Regions from separate parts of the Oryctolagus cuniculus genome. Here region 2 is linked to region 1. A link is a contact called in public Hi-C data. All regions are on one chromosome and are shown on one strand. The core of a region is the stretch at or near the end of the contact, and the rest is flanking DNA. Distances in the headings are between cores, read along the strand shown. Region 1 has its middle 64 kb from the start of ERRFI1. Region 2 holds the start of ERRFI1 (ERBB receptor feedback inhibitor 1).

Region 1 (6,116 bases), core at 1,292-3,791:
AGGTGCAGGTGCACGTGGCGTTTTAATGGAACGAATGCACGGGCCACGAAAGGCAATGCAGATAGCAGGGGGTCGCGAGAGGGAAGAGCCCAGGGGTTCTATAAAGGGCTGAGCTGGTGCAGGGCCAGAACAGGGAAGCGCAGAGACACGACCAGAGCCTGGACCGTCCTCATCAGCTCTTGCACCGGAGGTGGTGGAGACCGGCTGGGCCCTGCCGTCCGTGGTTCCCCTGATAGATGGGAGACCAGTGTTTTCCAAGGCCACGTCCGGTTAGAGCCATCACATCGCCAAGAACGTGAGCAGGAGCCTGGCTCCTGCCCCCCGGATTTCGTTCCACCGGCCACCCCGTCCGCATGGAAGCCAGCACACGGCAGCTTCGGTGGAGAGTAAAGGTCGGGCGTCCACGTGCTCATTTCTGGATGAGCTGTAATTACATTCAGAGCTCAGGACTCTGACTCACCTCTGCTCATAGTAACTCCACCCGGCGACCTGCCTCTCACATTCAAACATGAAGTCACTTCACCCACTTCACTTTTTAAACCTTGGCAAAGCTTTAATGATTTTTTGGGGGGAGGGGAAAGGAATCCAAAAGTGCCACCTAGGACCCACGGGAGACACACCTGTCCCCAGATAGTTGCCAGTTTTGCCTGTCTCACCGAGAAACCCCGGGTGAGAGCCCCGCGTCATTGCCCCAGGTGAGAAGGGCAGAGTGCCCCAGGGCAGCCCGTGTCTGACACATTGAACTTCAACCAGAGGCCAAAACGGGTCGTGGGGATTCTGGCTTCGTAAGCTAAGTTGGTTTAAAGGCCTGGCCGGAGGAGGGAAGTAAAGCAAACATGAGCGTGACATCCTGCTTGGAGCTCCGAGGCCAGTGGCTCGCAGAAGAGGCTGCGAGCTTACCCTGTGGCCAGCACGGCTAGCACGTTCCGCCGGGGGCAGGCTGGCGTGCAGAAGGCGGGGAGACCATGGCGTGGCTCACTGCACCGACGCCTTTAGGTTATAAATTCTCGGCTCTGCTACTCCCCCAAGGTTGCCCCGTGAGGAGTAAACACCTGGCACAGACTCGCGTCTAGGCCTGTGGGAAAACCTCCCTGCACCCTTGGGAAGGAGAAGGCAGTTGAGATCCTCTGAGTTTCATTCCAGGGGGCCGTTGCTTTCAGAATCGCTCTCGCCTGCAGTTTCCCTTTTACAGGTTGAACGTTCGGCAAGGCGGTGCGAGGCCAGCGAGCAGATCCTGGGAGATTTCAGGTCACACGGCTACACCCACGAAGTTTATGTGGGCTAGATTGATGTTTATTGTTTACGTGTGCTTCAATATCCCAAGGACTGATAGTAAAACTTGCCCTTAAATAAACAAAATATTCTCAACACTTCCATACTGTGTTTATCTGCCCTCGCCATCTCACTCCCGGCCCTCTGTTCCCCGTGGCTAGCCCTGGACGGACGCCTACAGTCACGCCGAGGCTCGGGATGGAAGTCGTCCAGGCTTGGGAGCCTTCTTGGATCAGTCTCCCGTTCTTCAACAGCGGGAGGTAGATTCTCCAGCAACACAGCACGCAGTCTGGTCCCTAGAGAATCCCACTTACTGCGAATGGTTTTTAGATACTCAACTGCTGTGCAGCCCTCCCCTTCGGACGGCTGCGCCCTCCCCGTCACGACCACCTCGCCTGTCCCCAGGCGATGCCCCCACCGGCTCCTCTTTCAAGGGTTCAGAAAAACACAGCCTTGTACCACACCGAGGCCTGCGTCCAAGACAATTCTCCAAGCAGAATTCCTTTTATCATGTAGACTCTTATGATTCATTGGAAAGCACTGTAGAGCCAACGCTGGCTTTTCAACAAATGTTTCTAACAAACTGACACACACAGCCGAATGTTCTTGTTGGCTGCCGAAGAAGCATATGTTAGCGGGTAGCAAGGGGGCACAAGACAACGCAGATCTGGTGACGGGAGCTTTGCTGCAGTGATTCACAGTCGGTTTTGCAATTTGAAGGCATTTGATGAGTCATGTGACTTCCTTTCAACAGGGCCCCCTGCCTGTTAATTCACTTCTCTGTCCTCGAAACTCTTGAGCACATTGTCCGTCCATGTCACTCCTGCTGCCAGGGAGGAAGGCCTGGGACCTGGTGACAGAAATTTTTCGAGGCAGCGCTCTCCTGGGCGTATAATTCACAGCAGAATGGATGGTGGTTTTGGGGAAAAAAAAACCTTTTTTATAAAAATTCCAGCGCCGCTCTAACAGGAGGCGTGTGTTTCCAGTTCCCTTGTTTCTGCTGCCCATACAATAAACTCCAGCCACCTGTGGGAGTGCTGGGCACCATGACCTTCCCCGGGGATTGTGTCAAACGGAAGACACAGTGCCCTGAGCACTCCACGGAGCGCACCCGGCAGCCTCGGGCCCACACGGTCTGGGAGCACGGGAGAAGATGGGCCTCTTTCGAGGTCCTCAGGGATCGTGGCCAGGATTTCTGGATGCCTTTGTGTGATCAGGAAATTAGATCAGCATCCTTGTAGGGAAAGGGTCATCCGGGTCCCAGGTGGGGCTCTTTGGTTAAAGCGTCTGCGTCTCAGTCCATATTAGGCAACAGGAACTGCCTGAGAGGCATGCATTTTTCATTCTGTGTCATTCAACCATAAATGACTCAGTTCTGATATTATTTACCAGGCTCCCTCTGAACTCAGAGGAGCGGCAGCTGGGTGGCCCTCGTAACGCCAGCCTTGACAGTCTCCACAGGGCTTGCGAGCTGGTCGGAAGAGGGGTCATTTTCCCTTCAGATCACATTAATTTAATAACTGACTCATATCCCGGGGACTTGAATCAGCCTCAAACGGCTTCATTTCTAAGTGAACGCAGGCTTCCTGTAAGTGATTTATTTTACTGTTCCTGGAAAAGCTTATTAAAGTCAAGGGGGATTTTTTTTTTTTTAGAAGTCACCTAGGAAACTGTGAGCGTTCAATTTTTCATGTTTAAACGTTAATCTAGTGTCCTGAGCGTCGTGGGATGTTACTGCTGTCTCTATGTTTTTTTAAAGGTTTATTTATTTATTTGAAAGAGTTAGAGAGAGGAGAGGAAGAGAGAGAGAGAGAGAGAGAGAGAGAGAAAGAGAAGTCTTCCATCCGATGGTTCACTCCCCAGTTGGCTGCAACGGCTGGAGCTGCGCTGATCCAAAGCCAGGGGCCAGGAGTTTCTTCCGGGTCTCCCACACAGGTGCAGGGGCTCAAGGACTTGGGCCATCTGCTGCTGCTTCCCCAGGCCATAGCAGAGAGCTGGATCGAAAGTGGAGCAGCTGGGTCTCGAACCAGCGCCCATATAGGATGCCAGTGCTTCAGGCCAGGATGTTAACCCGCTGCCCCACAGCGCCGGCACCACTGCTGCCTCTTAAAATAGACTTCAGTTGTTAAGAGCGGTTTTAGGCTCGTGGCAAGCTGCCTGGAAAGTCCAGACGGTTCCTGGCTATCCCCTGCACCTCCCCCACTGTCAATATCGCACACCACCGTGGCACCTGTGTCAGAGTCCATGAACTTCCGGGACACATCACGTCACCCAGCGTCCAGGGTTCCCAGCAGGGCTCACTCCGGGCTCTGGACGTGCTGTGGATGCTGGCAGGCGCAGCAGGACAGACGCTCGCCACGCTGGCCTCCCTCGGGAAAGCGTCCCTGCTCTGCAAGCACTCTGCGTTCTGGCTCTTCAGAGATTGCTTTTTTAGTTTCCAACTTCATGACCTAACCTTGAGTTACGATTCGGGAGTTTAACTTAAAATTAATGGTTGTTGGGCTGGCGCCGCGGCTCACTAGGCTAATCCTCCGCCTAGCGGCGCCGGCACACGGGGTTCTAGTCCCGGTTGGGGCGCCGGATTCTGTCCCGGTTGCCCCTCTTCCAGGCCAGATCTCTGCTGTGGCCAGGGAGTGCAGTGGAGGATGGCCCAGGTGCTTGGGCCCTGCACCCCATGGGAGACCAGGAAAAGCACCTGGCTCCTGGCTCCTGGCTCCTGCCATCAGATCAGTGCAGTGCACCAGCCGCAGCGCGCCGGCCGCGGCGGCCATTGAAGGGTGAACCAACGGCAAAGGAAGACCTTTCTCTCTGTCTCTGTCTCTCTCACTGTCCACTCTGCCTGTCAAAAAAAATATTAATGGTTGTTAAAAGTCACTGGGGCCAGCCCTGTGGCATAGTGGATAAAGCCACCACCTGCAGTGCTGGCATCCCATATGGGCACCGGTTTGAGTCCCATCTGCTCCACTTCTGATCCAGCTCTCTGCTGTGGCCTGGGAAGGCAGTGGAGGATGGCCCAAGTGCTTGGGCCCTGCACCCACATGGGAGACCAGGAGAAGTACCTGGCTCCTGCCATCGGATCGGCACAGATCCAGCCGTTGTGGACACCTGGGGAGTAAACCATCAGTGGGAAGACTTCTCTCTCTCTCTCTCTCTCTCTCTCCCCTTCTCCCCCCGCCTCTCCTTCTCTCTCTGTGTAACTCTGACTTTCAAATAAATAAATAAATCTTTTAAAAAAGTCATTAGTATTGGGGCTCAGTGGGTTAAGATGCTGCCTGGGATGCCAGCATCCTATGTGAGTGCTGGTTCAAGTCCCAGCTGCTCCACTTCTGATCCAGCTCCCTGCAAATGTGCCTGGGAAGGCAGCAGAAAATGGCCCAAATAGTTGGGCCCCTGCCACCCACATAGGAGACCCCAATGAAGCTGCCATTTGGAGAGTCTGGGGGATGAGGTGGCCAAGAGGGGTTTAGGGCACCATTGCCATGGGTGTGGCCCCCTCACTGGGGGAGGGGCTCGCTCTCTCACCCTCTCTCTGCCCTGCCATCCTGCGGCGCCTTGTGCCCTGTGACGGTGCTGCTGGGGGGCCCTTCCCAGGAGCCAGCCCCTCACTCTTGGCCTCATAGGCCTGTGGTTACATTTCCGTTCATCGTAAATGACCCCTGCGGTGGCGTTTGGGAGCAGCAGCCCCAGCAGACTAAGACAGAACTGCACCCAGCATTCAAGGAAGAAACGATACCAGACTTTCCCAAATTTTCAGACACTGGAAGGAGAAGCAACACTGGCCAACACATTTTGTGAGGGCCCCTCTTACCCGGATATCCAAACCAGACAAACCACTATAGTGAAAAAAAGTATAGACCAATATCTCAGCTACAAGATCCGTACCAACATAACAGCAAATCAAACCCAGCCGTCGCTAGGGAGGATGATGCCAGGTTGAGTTTATCCCAGGAATTCAGGAATGGTTTAATTTAATTTTCGATTAACGTGACTCAGAGTCTACAGGGGGAAATCATGTGAGATCTGTGTTGGTGTCCCCAAGACCACCGCCAGGTTCAAGTCTAGAGGGGACTGGCGGGGCTCGGCTTCGTCACACTTAACTGCTAAGATTTATGACACTGACAGAAGATAAAGCAGAATCAATAGGGGAAAAGACACAGGGCGAGAGGGGGCGGGCGAAGACTGGAGGAGACCAGGTGTAAGCTGGAAGCTTCCAGAACTCCTCCCTCTGGGCTCAGGCCCCCAAGAATGTGCTGTGGCCACGTGTGTGCAACGCCATGCTCCAGGGAGGCTGGCAGAGGCTCAGGGCCAGGGTTTCCACTGGGGCTGGCCGCCGAGCACACACCAGAATTCCAGACTCCCAGGAGAGAAGCAGGTGTTTAGCATAAACCGCGTTGCTTGCACAAACAGTTCAGGCACTGTGAGCCCCTCTTACTTACCAGCCCTGGGAATCGTGGGGACCCTCCTGAAGTCTAAGTCCCCAGACACAAACCAAGGCCAACCTGGCCGATGACACCCGTCTCAGCTTCGCGGCATTAACCCTTCTCTGCACCCCATCCCCCCAAAAAGGAGGACATGTTGGAAAAACGTGATGCCCACTCATAACTTCTCAACAAAGTGGGCGCAGAAGGGAACCGACTCGATCTGACAAAGGACGCCTGCAAACATCTTGCTGCCGAGAGCGCACTTCCTGGTGGAACGGTGGCTGCCGGGGCCGGCACTCTGGTGCAGCGGGTTAAGTCAGCGCTTGCAACGCTGTCATCCCACGTGGGAGTGCAGGTTCAAGTCCCGGCTGCTCTGCTTCTGATCCAGCTCCCTGCTGATGTGCCTGGGAAAGCGGCAGAGGA
Region 2 (6,459 bases), core at 908-3,407, 64 kb before region 1:
GGAGGGGCTGACGCGAACGCGCACCGACTAGGGCCCAGCCGCTGCGCTGGTGGAGGGAGTCCGAGACATGCAAACGCCGGGCTCACCCTGGCACCACCTGCCCCTGCTCTGCTCGCCGCCACGGCAGCCTCCCGGCATGCAGACAGGTCGGTCTGAAGCGCGTCAGACTGTACCTGTAATTGAGGCACCTTGACAGAAGCATCACCAGGTCCGCTTCTGAGAAGCGGCTGTCAACAGTCGTTTTCCCACAAACACTGCAGTCTCCAGTGCAGCTGGCCTTCCCAGGAGTGGCCAGCATCTGCTGTGAACTATCTACTGAGGAGTAGGAAAAACCAGTCACTGGAAATGACTTTACCTGTCAAAAACGAGCAGACATTTCATAACAGCCATAAAGAAATGACAACAGACTTGCTTTCCAACCCTTATCAGTGACTGGGTCCCATCTCACCGAGCCTCAGCAAGAGAACATGCTCCTCTGAGTTTATCTACCCACATCGCCTGCGTCCAAGGCTGTGTAGACAGAGCGGCACGCGGCGGAGACCCGGCCCTGGAAGGGTTTGCAGTCTCAGACACCTGTCAGTGTCCGCCCGGCCAAGTTCTGGCCCTCTACCGCCCATCAGCCAGCGCCGGCCGGACACACAGCTTGCGACGCGAAGGCGGCGGCAGCCTGAAGTGCACGCTGGGACCTCTACGCCCCGCGTTTCCCTTCAGACCTGCTGGTGGCTGGCACAGACCCTGGCCGCCGGCGTCCCTGCACCAGCACCGCCCGTGGGGAAGAAGCCCGCTTCTTCTGTCTGGACTTTGCAAAATCGGGTCTTGTGCTCAAACAGGCAGCCAGTCCGCCTTCAGCCTGTGTTTAGGTAAGATTTCACTCCAAAGTACGTACTTACAGAAATGCAATGAAAATAAAAATGCGCTTTCCAAAAGCAAGGCCAGGCTCTGGGAACTCAGGCTCCCGGACACTATCCGCCCACGGCAGCCTCACAGCTTTGCAAAAGCTTACAACTTTGCAAACACCCGTTCTCTTGAAGAAGAAGAAGAAAAAAAAAACACATTTAAACCTCACCTTTCTTCACCCCGGACAGTTGCCTGGAAACCAGTCCTGCCCTACCTGTGCTGCAGGTGGACCTCAATCACCAACACATCGCTTTGAAAGCCACGGGCGCTCTTCTGCCTGCACTTAAGTTTATGACTAACAATCGATTCACGTTTTTATCGGCTAAGAGGCTGGTTTCTTTCAAGCAATGATGAAATCCCAATAAAGACGGAGCCAGCACCAATACAGCACCAATCATGGTTAAGGAGTCATCTAATTTGCACCAGGATACGATACACATATAAATACACCAAATTCCCAACCAGCCTGCAGCCCACTCCTACTGTCCGCAAACCGGCCCGGAGGAACTCAGGTTGAATTAAAAACGCGCATCTGGGAACGACCCTCGCCGCTGAGGCCGGGCGGAGGGGCCGAGGCTGACCGCCCACGAGGACCGGTGCCAGCCTCGGGCCAGCGGCTGCCGAGCCCACCGCAGCCTCCCCCTAAAAAGCCTCGGCTCCCCGGGCGCAAGGTGTCCCGCAGGATAACGCGGCTGCGATTCCGACACGGCGGCGGGGGGCCACGCAAGACCCCCCAGGCCCCGGGGAGGACCCCGGGGCTCACCGCCCCGGAAGCCCGGTCCGCAGGCCGGTGCGCGGGGCTGCGGGGACGTGTCCCCAGCGCGCGGGTGCACGGCCCGGCGAGGCGGGGGGCCGCGCGGCGTCCACGCTCCGCCGAGCCGGGACGGCGGCGGGCCCCGGACGCCCCCAGCCCCGGCCGCGCCGCGCGGGGAGGGTCCCGGGTCCCGCCCTCCGCACCTCGGCGCGGGCCGGCCCCAGTCGGCGTCGCGGCGCCCTCCACGCCCCCACCCTGGCTCCGGGGAGCCGCCCGGCGCCGAGGGCCCCGCGGGACCGGGGCTGCGCACCGCCCTCCCCGCCCCCTCGCGGCGCGCCGGGCTCCTTACCCCGCAGGAGCGGCGACTGCCCCTCGGCGCCCTCCCGCGCATGTCCGTCCCGGCTGGCTCCGCGCCTCGGGCTCAGGGGCCCGGACACCGCGCAGGCGCCTTGCCCGCCGCCGCTCGCGCGCTCTGCCTCGCACTCGGCCGCCGTCGCCGCGGCCGCCGCCTGCATTTATAGCGTGTGCGCGGGCGGTGACGTCGACGCTCGCCGCCCCGCCCACCGCGTGCAGCCAATCAGGACGGCGGTCCTCTTAAAGGGGTGATGCCGCGGCTGGAGCGTTTGCGTGGGGCCCACCGGGGCGTCGCGCGCGCGCGCGCTGGGCAGCCGCCGGCTTTGTCCCTCGAGCCGGGCGAGAGGGCCGCGCTGCTCACCCCTGCGGGATCCGGGCGGCGGCTGCCGATCCCGAGAGCCCCGTGACACCGAGGTCTCAGAAATCTGCAGGCAGCAGTGCCTCGCGCGGAATTTCCCATCGATTTCGGCCCCGCGGAGGACACTTGCGCGATTTTTTTCCTAAGGAAACCCGGGAGTGGACGAGGCGCGGGGCAGGGGTGCAGTGGGACGGTGCGTGGGGGGACAGGGCCGTCGGGACGGAGTGATGGGGCAGAATGGGACGGCGAGGACGGTGCTGGCCGCAGAGGGGCCGTGGGGACAGTGAGGGCCTCGGGGCCGCGGGGACAGTGAGGGCCTCGGGGGACCTTGGGGACAGTGAGGGCCTCGGGACCGTGGGGACAGCGAGTCCTTGGGGGACCTTGGGGACTGTGAGGGTGGCTGGGCCCGCGGGGCCACTTGGCCGGCCTCGGGAGGAGCCCCTTGGAGCCCAGGGTCGCGGGGACGCGGGAGCCCGGGCCGGCCTGGACATTTGGCACCCTGGCGGCCCGGGAGGAGGTCTCTCAGGGCGCTGGTGATGCAACGCGGGCTTATAGTTTAACCGTAAAATAAATAACACAAATGATAGCAAACCGAGGGTAACTCAAGTAAGAAAAAGAGCAAACAGACGGAAACCCTCCAGCTGCAGCTAGAACAAATTCCCCGAGTGGCGCGGCTGCGGGAGGCCGGGCGCGGCTGACCCCTGGTCTCCGGGAGCCCCTCTGGGCCGCGATGTGTGCGGGTGCGAGGCGCAGCCGCGCGGCAGGTGCCTTCGCGGAGGGAGTGAGGTTCGGCCTCGCCATCCGGTTAACCATTAACCCGGCACCCCCGCAAACCTATTTGCCTTTTCTCCAGTGCCACTTACTTACATTCTTTCTAATTGATTCGAAGGCCCAATTTTGAATCCGCGGTCTCCAGCACACCTCCCACCCGCGTCTGGAGTAGTCCCCCTCCTCTGGGTTGCAAGGGAGGCGTTGACTCCATCCTCGTCCCGTGGCCCCTTCTGGCCTTCACGGGCTACGGGGTCGTTTTTGCGCCTAACCTGCTAACAGCTTAGCTGGTCCACCTGCCTGTGAACTTCCACTGACCGCCGCTGATTTTGCATTATTTGAGGAGGATGGGAAGTAGTCCCAGCTAACCGCTGATTTTCTTACCAAATTAACTAGGTTTTTTCGATCTGCAGAAAATCTGTGCGGGTTTTTCCCCGTGTTGCCGTCACGGGTGTTCCAGGCGAACCCACATGCTGCTGTCAGGGTAAAAAAAGGTGGGCCCGAGACTTGCCAGAGAGCGCCTTCTCATACTTCACTCACAGCGCAGCTTCCATTGAGTGGGAGCCCAGATGGGCTCAGGTTTCTGAAAGACGCCCCAGTCACACTATTTCAGGCACCACAATGCGGTTGTGATTTTGCTTTGGCCTTATTGGCTTGCTTTGACATTCACCTATTCACAAAGCCGCGATAGTCACCAGAGCAACCAGCCAGCACGGCCCTTTAGAGAAAGAAGATCAACAGGATACTTGCTGTGTGATGTGCTAATGTTTTGGTAAATTATAAAAATAAAATCACATGAGGAGTACTTGAATAGTCTTTTCTTCTGATCTATTTTAAACTGACGAAATAAATATGTGATGTATTTGTTTTTGGAAAAACCCAGTTTTAGCTGCTAATTTACTGAGTTTAGTTGACAATTATATTCCTATATCACTTTCTCAGCTGTGGAGGAATTACATGACACTTACACCCCACAAATGTTTCATCTAATAGTCTGCTTAATGATATTTTGTAATCACATTATGTCACCAATATTATCGAATATTTTGGGAAGAGTTTAAAAGGAAAATGCTAGGCAACTTGAAGTAATATTTGCATATTTTGTCAAGTGATCAATCATCAACTTTTAACAGATTAGATTAACAGACTAGAGATTTAGAGAAAATGGTCTCTATTTCCTGAACCTAACTTGTTTTAAATTGTCTTCAGCAAGAAAGAAATTTAAGCCAAACTTTTCTAAAACTCTCGCAGTCCATCTAATTTTGAGGCCGTTTACCAAAGAATGTGTATTAGCTGGTTTTTCAAAGATGTATTTAATGGGGCCGGCGCCGCAAGGTGGAGGATTAGCCTAGTGAGCCGTGGCGCCGGCACACCGGGTTCTAGTCCCGGTCGGGGCACCGGATTCTGTCCCGGTTGCCCCTCTTCCAGGCCAGCTCTCTGCTGTGGCCCGGGAGTGCAGTGGAGGATGGCCCAAGTGCTTGGGCCCTGCACCCCAGGGGAGACCAGGATAAGTACCTGGCTCCTGCCATCGGATCAGCGCGGTGCGCCGGCCGCGGCAGCCATTGGAGGGTGAACCAACAGCAAAGGAAGACCTTTCTCTCTGTCTCTCTCTGTCACTGTCCACTCTGCCTGTCAAAATAATAATAATAATAAAAAGATGTATTTAATGGAAAGGCAGAGTAATGGACCTTCCTTCCACCGCAACTTCAGGGCCTGGGCCCGGCCAAAGCCAGGAGCCTAACACTCAATCCAGGTCTCCCACGTGGAGGCGGGGACCCAAGTACGTGGCCATCATGTGCTGCAGGTGCAGTTAACAGGGAGCTGGATAGGAAGCAGAGGAGCCAGGAATCAAACCAGGCACTCTGGTGTGGGGTGCGGGCACCCTAGGAACATAAGCGTAACATTTAGGACGTTCGATCTGCATCATGGTGACCCAAGTTGTCACTTTGCACTTCCCCGTCTTTCAGAAAAGAGGAATCACAGGCCCTGCTTTCCTGACGTCATTGCTGGTCACAAGTTGTGTGTCATCAGAAACCTGCTGTCCAGGGGTCTTGTCAAATATGTATTTCTGTTTTGATATTTAATCCTGTGGAGGAGTCTCTTGGTATTTCTTCTGATGTCAGCTTTCTGCTAATGTGCACCTGTGAGGCAGCAGTCGATGTCCTAAGCCGTGCCACTCCCGTGGGAGACCTAGGCTGGGCTCCCCGCTCCAGCTCACTGCAGCCGTCCCGTAGGTGAGCCAGCACAAGGGAGTGCTTTCTGTCTCCCCACTTCTTAAATTAAAAAAAAATGACCAATGAAAGCATTGCATTTCTTTCTTAGAGGTCACTTGTTAAGTGTCCCGTGTTATGTTTTAGAAACAGCTGTGCATGGGTACATTTTACATACAGTGACTTCTGTGGCTTGCTTTAAAGCAGACGTGCTGAGAAGTGCGCAGGATTCCCCCGCGAGGGAGGCCACCTCGCAACAGAGGGTTCTGCTGCGCGTTCAGCCTCGGCAGCCATTTGAAAACCAGCACATAAATATGTCTGTGCGACGTTCCGTGTTTCCCCTATGTGAGTGGGGTACTACGTTCTCCAAGATTTTCCTGTGAAAGTGTATATGTGCAGTATACTTGGCCTGTAACAGAGCGGGCTGGTTTCCATTTTTTAGTCTGTTGTTTCAAGTGTTAGTGCCAGGGCTAAACTACTTTTTCTAAGTGTGCGTTTTAGGCTGTTGTTTAGCCATTTTGTTTTTTTGAAAGATGATTTTTATTTATTTGAAAGATTTAGAGAGAGAGAGAAAGGGAGAGTGACACAGAGAGATCTTCCATCTGCTGGTTCATTCCCCAAATGACTGCAATGGCCAGGGCTGGGCCAGGCTAAAACCAGAAGTCTGGAGCTTCTCCCTAGTCTTCAGTGTGGGTGCAGGGCCCAAGCACTTGGGCCGTCCTCTGCTGCCTTCCCTGGCGTTTCATCAGGGAGCTGGATTGGAAGTGGAACAGCCTGGACGTGGGGCATCCGTGGGGGATGGCCGCACTGCAGATGGTGGCCTACCCGCTGCACTGCCTCGCTGGCCCTGAGTTTATCTTTAATGGCTTTCCCTTTGCCTAGCTCCCTCAGCAGTGCTCATGCTGTTGGTGGTTCCTGCACTTCTAATTCTATCCATCTCTATAATTTATAGCTCTTAGAAGTATTTGAGTGTCCTACAGTTACACTGCTCAGGTATGTAATCTAGATGCTTGCAAGACAATTTTTTTCAAGTTTCTTTTAGGTCTTAATCTGACTTCATCTTTAAGCAGTTAGCATTTTCTCCCAAGTACATGCTGTATTTCCTATTAGCTGACCAG

What was found. A called contact is a pair of places that touch in the nucleus more often than the background predicts.
Region 2: a contact with region 1 is called in a Hi-C map of skin fibroblasts, with 2.5 times the contacts expected there. The contact joins the promoter of ERRFI1 here to the enhancer-like site in region 1. A contact is called at or near these places in 3 of 6 Hi-C or Micro-C datasets (ear pinna, skin fibroblasts and an unstated tissue).

The regions. Positions count from the first base shown.
Region 1 is chr7:159,651,021-159,657,136 of mOryCun1.1, reverse strand. No RefSeq gene overlaps it. Among named protein-coding and RNA genes, the nearest start is that of ERRFI1, 64 kb to the left of the region's middle. Within about 2 kb of position 2,541, at least 4 of the 8 cell types and tissues checked have an H3K27ac peak or open chromatin away from gene starts, as enhancers often do. A contact at or near this core is called in ear pinna, where this site is marked.
Region 2 is chr7:159,713,979-159,720,437 of mOryCun1.1, reverse strand. ERRFI1 (ERBB receptor feedback inhibitor 1) reads right to left here and starts at 2,157. Exons shown (of 4, transcript XM_051856883.2): 1 at 2,001-2,157.